Regions from separate parts of the Gossypium hirsutum genome. Here region 2 is linked to region 1. A link is a contact called in public Hi-C data. All regions are on one chromosome and are shown on one strand. The core of a region is the stretch at or near the end of the contact, and the rest is flanking DNA. Distances in the headings are between cores, read along the strand shown.

Region 1 (4,752 bases), core at 1,558-4,057:
GGAAACAAATTTGAAATGTTGAATAGCTTGCTTCCACTTGTATTAGCAGCGTTAGTGAGTTGATCCAAAGGGGACGCTACCTGGTTACACTACTTCATGCTTTGCCTTCTCAACTAGGCTTAATAGCTATTTTGGTCCTTATATTTTACAGTTTCTCATTTTGTTATCTCAAGATTAAGTTTTTATCATTTTGGTCCCTGTACTATCATTTCGCATATAGTTCCCTCAATTTTTAAAAAGCCCAAATTTTTTTAGTTTTTTTCATTGGAATTTTATGTTTTTAGAAAATATTAAATTTTTAAGATTTTGTTTATATGTTTTACTTTATAATGTTTTTTGAACTTAACTATTTTTGGACTTACTTTTTTTTTAACATGTGGCATTGTTTCATTGGTTGATGGGATTTTTTTAACCAAAATGTAAAATGGGGTAATGCGATGACAGTACGGGAGTCAAAGGTGAATAAAAAAAAATCTTAAGTTACCAAACTGAGAATTTATTTACAGTAAAAGGGTCAAAAAAAGTTATTAAGCCAATATATATTAAGAAAAGGCTAAAAGAGCCTTTTTGATCATGAACTCTTTTTCCGGCTGACCTGGGCTATCTGCATAATGGGTGCTGAAATAGGTTAGAGTGAAGAACATATTAAAGCTAAAACATGTGATTAGAAGATCTGGTAGGTTGCCTTCTTGCAGAAGATCTAATTATGCACATGCAGCAAGACCATTGGCGTTGGAGCTCCTTGCTTTCGCCTTCAAATCAAATCCCTTTCAGATTTCAGAAAATTGTCTGTTTCCTTGTGAACAAGTCACAAACAGTGGACCATAGTTCAAATCACTAAATGAAATTAATTTCACAGGTTCATCAAGTACTTATCAGTCAGTTGTATAATGCTAAAGACATCATTTTGGCAATCACTACTGAAAATACATGGTGGGTTGATTAATGACTGTTTCAGCAGCAATGGTGTTTTGCATGAAAGGAGAGGGGCATCATCATCAAATCCTATTTGGTTCAAGTCCACATGATTCTGTCAAATCAATGATGCAATACACATGAATGAAGTGATTAGGGCTACTATAACATCAACCTCATTCTTTAGCCCCTCCAGTTTTGATAAATTGCAGGTGCACTGCAGCATTAGACCAAAGCTTTTCCTGAACTTTTGAAGTTGGTAGTGTCATACAAGGCCTTCATTTTCATCATTGGTGACAGACATTGCAACTTTGAGCTGTTGCAGAAATAATCTGACCATAACCAAGTGACTGGTAGAAACTCTACCATAAACCCAAATGTGTCAACAGCTCTAAAATGTCTTTGAGAAGAGAAAAAAACCATATTATATCCCATGAATGATCATAATACAAAATGAACTACCAACACAGTGAGTGCTTAGACAGTCGAACTGTAGAATATAAACTGATTTCACTTCACTTGTTTTCTTTTCCCTCTTTAACATTGTCTTAATATGAATGCTTCAGGTTAAACTTCTTCTTGACAGAGAACGCTGCTAGATAATTACAGTAAAGGCACAAAGCTTATCCGTTTTCGACATCATTCAATCAGACTACAGCTGTTTGGTGTCTTCCATAGAATCAGAAATTTGTGCATAACCATCAAGTACCTAATCTTAATAACTTTCAAGATGTAGCCGGCTTTATAACTAAGTATCCATAGATTGTGATACCTCTAGTTTAATATATCTTGAACTCAAGGCATTGATACATTGTAAAATGCACAAATCACACTGCTAGAAGGCTTGTTTTACATAATAGGGACTTTATTAAGTAAAAATTATAGTAGAGGAGAGTCTATTTTTCTTCTTCTCTATCACTTAGTCAATGCTGTGTCAGAATCATGGTACAATACTGAAACTTATTAATAAGACGAACCTCTCATAAACCAAGGCAAAATTTGCCACATAATTGTTTCACATTGAATAAAATTTTAGAGCAACCCATTAAAATGGTTTTTGCTTTGGATAGATCTCTACCAAGTTTTGCAACAGAAGTAAGCTCAAGGGTCAAATGTTTCCACTAGCAGACAGCAAAAATAGCAAACAAATAGAGCAGTAGTGCATCTGATAAAAGCCCAAGTTCATTGTTTAGACTGTGATGCAGATTTTCTGATGATCTCTTCGGAAGGAATCTCCAATGTAGCTCCTGCATGCTCCTTACTTGGCTTCACCTCTGCAGCAATCAGCAACAGCGCTTAACATGACGAACCTTAACTAAGCAGTTAAGTAGTTGAAGAGAGAGAAAAAGTATTCTTACAAGAGGTCAAACAGACAATGCATCGAACAGGTGGTGATCATAGAATATGAGGCATTCACACAAGACGTGCATGTAAAATTGAATGGAAAACATGAACAAAAAGATAAGTTACCGTAGCCGCCGCGTTCGTTGAGCTTGGCTTGAACGATCATGGTGGAAATGAAATGGGAGGCCTCACGTGCTTCCTCGAGGAATTTCTGGATCTCAGGCTCCGAGGTGACATGACGATTGGCTTCGAATTTCTGACGCACCTCAACGGCAGAGGCGTTCAACATCAAGGTGTCGCCGGCAAATGATTTGCGGGTGGCTCTTAGAAGAGCCCTATACGCGCTTAGTGCTTCTCCTCTTACCATCTTTCACTTCTCTCTCTCTCTCTCTCTCTCACTCACTCGGAGTCTGCCTTCTAATTCTGCGCTGCTGCTTGCTTGCCAGAATTTGCTGCTACTAACTTCGAGACGCTGTCGTTTCTTCAACTATAATTATTTAAGATTTTGCACGCTATTAAAAAAGAGAGTTAATTTACCTTTTTTCTTTAACAAGTTTTTCTTTTTTAAAAATAATATTAAATATATATTTATAAAAAAAATTATTGAACAATTTTTTTCAAAAAATAATTCTATTTATATATAAAATGTTAGGGATAAATCCCAACACTATACATGAACTATGATTTAATGTGCAATTGTATATATGAACTTCAATTTTTTGTAATTTTATACATAAAATTATGATTTGATCCAATTATTGTAAATTATTAACACAATTATTGATATAACATCATTTTATGTTTATATATTGCATACATGAATAATTATATTTATCCAATATAAAAATAAATTGATGTATTTATTTCTTTAAATGTGTATGATTAAATCAAAATTAAAGTTTGAAGTATGCATTTGAACCACAATTAGAGTTTCATGTATACAATAGCACCAAATTAAAATTCATGTATACAATTGCACATTTAATAAAAATTTATGTATAATTTTGAGATTTGTTCCTAAAATATTACAATAAAATGGAAGAAGCCCTAAAAGCTGCTATACATTGGAAATTAAGTCAATATATATATCAAAGGAAATGATGTCAACGCTTAACTAAAAGTTAAGTCATATCAACCACGGGAGTTAGGTGAGATTCAATGCGTCTCTCTTACCTTAACCAATAGTTGACAGTTCGATACTCACCCTAGGTATGGAGCGGCTTTAAAACTCGTGACCAGTGTCTACCCCCTTAATGGGCCTACAGAACGTAAAGGATAAGTCACTGAACTACCCCAGTGGATACCTGATCGCGTGCACGAGTGACAAACAATTTTATAAAATAATTTAAAAGTTTGATTTTAACTGCAAGCGGACAGTGTCGAGTTGTAATATTTATAATGTTCAATAAAACATTAGAGTTTTCTAAGGATCGAACCCAAATGAGTCAGTGATTAAATGATCCCTAATTAATTAACATCCGATTAAAGGAGTCTAGCTAACTCCTCACTAAGCATTATATTACAGTAGGTTATACAAGAGATTAATTACACTAGTTTGCTAACTAATCACTAAAAAGGACCAAATTGTAAAATAAGTAAACTTATGAAATTAACAAATTAATAACAGACAGTGGTTGGTTAACTTCTGTGTTGCTAATTAACAAATTAATAACAGACAGCGGTTGGTTAACTTCTGTGTTGCTAATTAACTTTTGGACTCGAGATCTAAACCACTTAAACTCCTAAATTTGTGCAAGTTTACCTCTTGGTTTCCACTTTACCAACTTAGACAAATTAGTTCGGTTTATCTCTAGACCTCACCAACTAACTCGGGACTATCGAATTAGTGCCCTATAAGATCTCCTCTCGGCTTCACTTACCTAAATTTTCCCTTAGAGTCGTTAGTCCTAAGTTTTGAAGTCTATTCGATTTAGTTCAATTTTTACGATTTAGTCTCTTTACCAAGAACTAACTAGGCAACAGTTCCATCAACCACCTAAGCTTTAACTACTAATACTCATCCCTAAATGCACAAACAACAAAAATTTAAGCAAAGAAGTTATTGATTTAAACTTAAAGAAAATGCATAAAAACTCGAGCTTTATTGCAAAAGCTTGAAAAACACAATAATGGTAACAAGATTGATGAATAAAAATACCAAAGATATGATTTTTATAAAGTAAAAGAAAACAAAGCTGAATGATATTAAGCAAAAGGATTAAAGTGTAAATATAATGAAAGTCAAGGTATTAGAAAGCAATTAATAATAAGATATAATAAACTTAGCTAACTACTAAACTACTCTAAAATTAGAAAAGTAAACTAAAACATAAAAAATGAAAAAGAAAACCCTAAACCTAAACTAAGCCAAAAGTGACTTTTTAATTTGATTATAACCCAATTTTTGTGACCCAATTGGCCATGATTTGCCTAATTTTGGTTAAGGGACATGTTGGATAAAGACTACACCTACAGTTATTTTTTGTCTCTTTT
Region 2 (4,752 bases), core at 1,598-4,097, 290 kb before region 1:
CATCTAATAAATTTTCCAGATAAATATTTTTATTGCATTGGACTAATATAATTATAGCTAGTAAATCTGAAAATAATTATAATCATATCTATACTTCAATTTCGTGCGATAAATCAAATCACACGAATTAGTATTTGGTATATTAACAATTTTTTTATTCCACAAATAATCTTAAAAAATTATCATGTGTTTTTTTTCTAAATATTTATTATTTTTAATATTTTATTATACTTTTATAATATACTTGTCAAAACCCCTTATCCCTACTGAAGCCTAAAAATCTTCACTAACACTATATCAAATATTATATATATAGTCCGCTATTTAATTGATCTTTTCTCTCTCTTAAAAGACAATCACTCCTTAAAAAAAATCTCCCCTTCCAAAAATCACATTTATCTTAAAATTTTGTTAATTCTTTTAGGCTTAAAAAAGGTTAATAATAAGTCATCTCTATTTTTAAAATTACTATTATCTTAAAAATATTATTTTTTAAATTTCACTCTCATAATTATGACATAATCTAGTACGGTATAATTTTGAATATTTATATTTACTTTTGAAAATTTTAACAAAATTATTAAGACGGCCTTATTTCTTTTAAGTAAACTTAATATTAAAAAAAAAAACAAATCGACCAAAATTAACGACTAACGAGGAGGAACACTAAGACCCAATCTAATAGGCTCACCCCATATCTTATTATCCAACATCCCTATTAGACAAAATAGGAACATTACTATCATTCAAAACATCTAAAAATGAAGACGATAAAGTAGACTGTTTAGTGTAATTGGCATGCAATAAGGCTACTTGAGAAAGCGAATGAGTTGTCTTATTAGCTGACTGACGTACCCAATTAAAGGATAAGTGCTAAAACGAATTACTTAGCATTAAACAATCTGAAATAAAACAGTCGAACTTTGAGTCATCAACAATGGATCGATCCAACGCATGCACCACTAACGCACAATCTGACCCAACGATGATGTGATTGTAATGATTAGATTTCAGCCACAGCAAGGCCTCCCGGATGGTGAAGGCCTCAGCTAACTGAGGCCTAAATGTCACCCTCTCAAATGTCGATAACCCTTTTTATCTAAACACTACGATTGTCTCAAAGAACTTATCCAACCTCAACAGTTGATTCATCTACAAAAAAAACGGCATCAACATTACATTTAAACAGCCCGAAGGAGGTGGTTTCCACCTTGTAGCCTCTGACAATCCCTCTCTCATCCCGACGTCACCCCCATCCTCCATCCCGAGGCAGTTAGGACTCAACTGTTGAATAATCAGCATTTTGTAAGTATCCGCTCTTGAATGAAACAATTGACGTTACAAAGGACCCGAGATGGTGGAAGCTCATGATGTTGCTATAAAGATAAGTTCCTATTCGACCAGATTTGCCACAACAACACAAGCCTTTGTCTCTGAACCTCATTGTTCGACATAGAGAGCAATCCCGACAAGAAATTCGACCAAGTAACCCCATCTATAGGTACCATTGTTGTAGTCCAAACAGCTTGTGCCTTACAACAGTGCAACAATGCATGCTCAATGTGCTCTTTCCTATCACCCTTCCTACAAATTTGCGTAACGGTAATACCCTTTCAAGAAGCCAACTTTTTAACCAGAAGAAAAGAATGTTAACAGTGGCAAAGAAACTCATTCACATGTGGAAGGATACGCAAATGCCATATCTATTGCCCCAGCCTATCCTAAATTAAAACATTCATGTTTGAATACAAGTTCATTGCTAATATATTACCCGACTTTACACTATATTGTCCATTAAGAGCAAAGAGCCATATAAGTTTATCTAGGTGATGATGATTGAGACTAACTAGGATCTATTATATCTGTTCACAATCACTTCACGAAAACACACATTCAATCAATGGTCTATTCCAAGAACACCCATCCACATTAAGCAAATCAAAAACTCAAATATCTTCTATACCAAGTAATAGAAGCGGATCAACATAAAAATATCATCATTAATAAGCCTCGAATCATGATAAACTCCAATATCACACCCATTACCAACTTTCCATTGAATTCCGTTATGTACAAGATGATGTGTAACCATTAAACTTTTTCGAATAAAAGATTAATTGGTAACGTCATCAGTTTCAAAAAGACTACAGCTTGAAAAATATTTAGCCTTAAGGAAACGACTAACTAAACTATTTGGATTTGAAACCAATCTCACAACTTGCTTTCCTAGTAACGCCAAGGTTAAACCATGAAAGTCTATAAATCCCATGCCACCCCACTTCATAGGGACGCATAAATGATCCGACGTCGCCCAGTGAACTCCTTTACGACAATTCCAACTAGAACCCCACCAGAACAAGTTCAACATTCTATGCAACTTAGCACATGAAGGCATAGGCAACAAAAACATACTCATGTTATACACGGGAACACATTGAGCAACATTCTTTATCAAGACCTTTTTACCTACCCAAGACAATAGCTTATTCTACCAATGAAAAATGCATTTACTAAGACGCTCCTTGATCAAAGCAAAGACTTGCCGCTTGTTATGACCCACCAACGAAAGAAGCTCGAGATAACGCCCATGATCAATAGGGCTATTAATGCCCAACATAGATTTAACCAAATCCTGAATGGTGCCACTAGTGTTTGAACTAAACATGATTCCTGACTTCACAAAGTTAATTGCTAGCCCCGACGTCGCCTCATAGAGTATCTCCTCAGCACTGTACATTTAGAATCAGTGGCCCGGAAGAACAAAAAATTGTCATTTGCAAAAAAAAAAGGTGAGAAATATTGAGACCTCGTCTACAACTAGTATATCATGCAATTCACCTCGTGATTTCGAAGATGGTGTTATTTTTCTCTCTAATAATTGATAAATAAATAAAATCTAAATCGACGAAATATAAATTATTTTGAAAAAAATGTTTTTAAGGGTTAATTCTATAAAAAGTTTTCAAACTATCATCCAAATTTTAAATGAATTCTTAAACTTTAAAATATTATAATTGAATCCTTAAAATATCAAGATTGTATCAATTAAATCTAAGTCTAATTATTAATTTATGTATTAAATGCTACAATGAAGCACATTTAAAACACAAATTAATTTCTGCTCATCTTATAAACAATTTGAATCCAAAATATGAAAAAAGGTGTATCATTAAAATTTAAAAGGATTTATTTTATTTTATTTCTCAAGATATCTACTAAAGCGAACCCAATAATTAGTCCTTCGTATTTTGTAAACCCGTTAAGGGGTAGATGCTAAAAATATTTGTTTTAACACATTAAATTATATAGTAATACATGTATTTAAAATTTAATCAATGTATTTTAAATGTAAAGTGGACTTAAAAATTTTGATTAATATAATATTGATTATTAAATGATTAATATAATTTAGCCAGTTAACCCTGTTAAGCGTACACAACAAAAATATAATAGCTTAGTCACCGCTTTAGATATCTGCGTCCCGATTTGTCTCATTTCCAGTTAACAACGTGCTCCACGACAGCCAAATACTATGTGGCTCTTTCCTCCCTTAAAGTCAATCATTACTCATCACTCATTAACCAAAGCGGCCAACCCCCCCCGACACGCACTCGGTAACAAGGCATCTCCTTTCCCCTCTTCTTCCTCCACTGTCCTCTTTCGCTGCCTAACCTAAACAAAGCAATGGCTTTCCTTCCGCCCATCACCACTTTCGCAGCCGCCCTCCTCCTCTTCCTCCACACCCCACTCGCCACGTCATCCCCCCTCAACCTTACTGGCGACTCCCTTTCACCCTACGAAGTCCTCCAAGGCTACAACTTCCCCGTTGGGCTTCTCCCACAAGGCGTCTTAAAGTACGATTTAGATGAATCCACCGGTCGGTTCCATGCCTACTTAGAGGGTTCGTGTAGCTTCTCACTGGAAGGGTCTTATCAACTCAAATACAAATCCACGATCAGCGGGATCATCTCCAACAACAGGCTCAAAAACCTGAGTGGAATCAGTGTCAAGGTCCTGTTTTTATGGCTCAACATCGTGGAGGTTGTTAGAGATGAAGATGAGCTGGAATTTTCGGTGGGGATTGCATCTGCTAGCTTTCCTATTGACAATTTTTACGAGTGCCCACAGTGCGGCTGCGGATTGGAGTGCGTTGATAGTAAGGGGCAAGTAAGCAAACTTAGAAATAAGTCTTCTTTTTCTTCAATTTAGAGGAATTTGTGGGGGTAGAATAAATTAACTGCGGAGGTTCATGAAAACGATTTGGATGAACCTTGGGTTAAATTGAATTGGGTTTTTAGTTAATATATCGAAATTGATGGACTCAACTTTTTTAATGGGTTTAGACCTTGAACTCATATTTATTTGTTGCTGTTTTTGTGGTTGGTATTGGTTTCATCCTTTAAATGCTTGGTTTAGGGAAGAACTGATCAACCACACGTTAGTGATATGAGCAAGATAATTTAGAATAGGTTAAAACATTAGTGCGACATTTCTTAATGCTATGAGCCAGATAGTTTAGAATGCTAAGACCATGTTAAACAGATCCCCATCCTGTTATTCTGCATTTTACCATGGAAGTTATTCACAAGATCATGTACTCTAAACAATTTCGGAAGACTGAATTCCTGTAACTATTAAGCTATGTTGATCAGATTCGTGGCTAAGCATCAAATTTCGGGTATGAGTACAACACAGGCAGGCTGATGTTTTTCTAGCCTTTTTTCAGATATATATACTTCTAGGTTGATCTTA

The links. A called contact is a pair of places that touch in the nucleus more often than the background predicts.
Region 2: a Hi-C map of leaf shows a contact between it and region 1, with 1.8 times the contacts expected there. The contact joins the promoter of LOC107913782 here to the promoter of LOC107913641 in region 1. A contact is called at or near these places in 2 of 34 Hi-C or Micro-C datasets (both in leaf).

Annotation. Positions count from the first base shown.
Region 1 is chrD08:12,740,809-12,745,560 of Gossypium_hirsutum_v2.1, reverse strand. It overlaps LOC107913641 (mitochondrial zinc maintenance protein 1, mitochondrial), which reads right to left and starts at 2,807. Exons shown (of 2, transcript XM_016842293.2): 1 at 2,386-2,807; 2 at 1,876-2,189. The coding sequence starts at 2,626. The coding sequence ends at 2,098.
Region 2 is chrD08:13,029,952-13,034,703 of Gossypium_hirsutum_v2.1, reverse strand. It overlaps LOC107913782, which reads left to right and starts at 2,847. Exons shown (of 1, transcript XM_016842416.2): 1 at 2,847-4,355. The coding sequence starts at 3,685. The coding sequence ends at 4,209.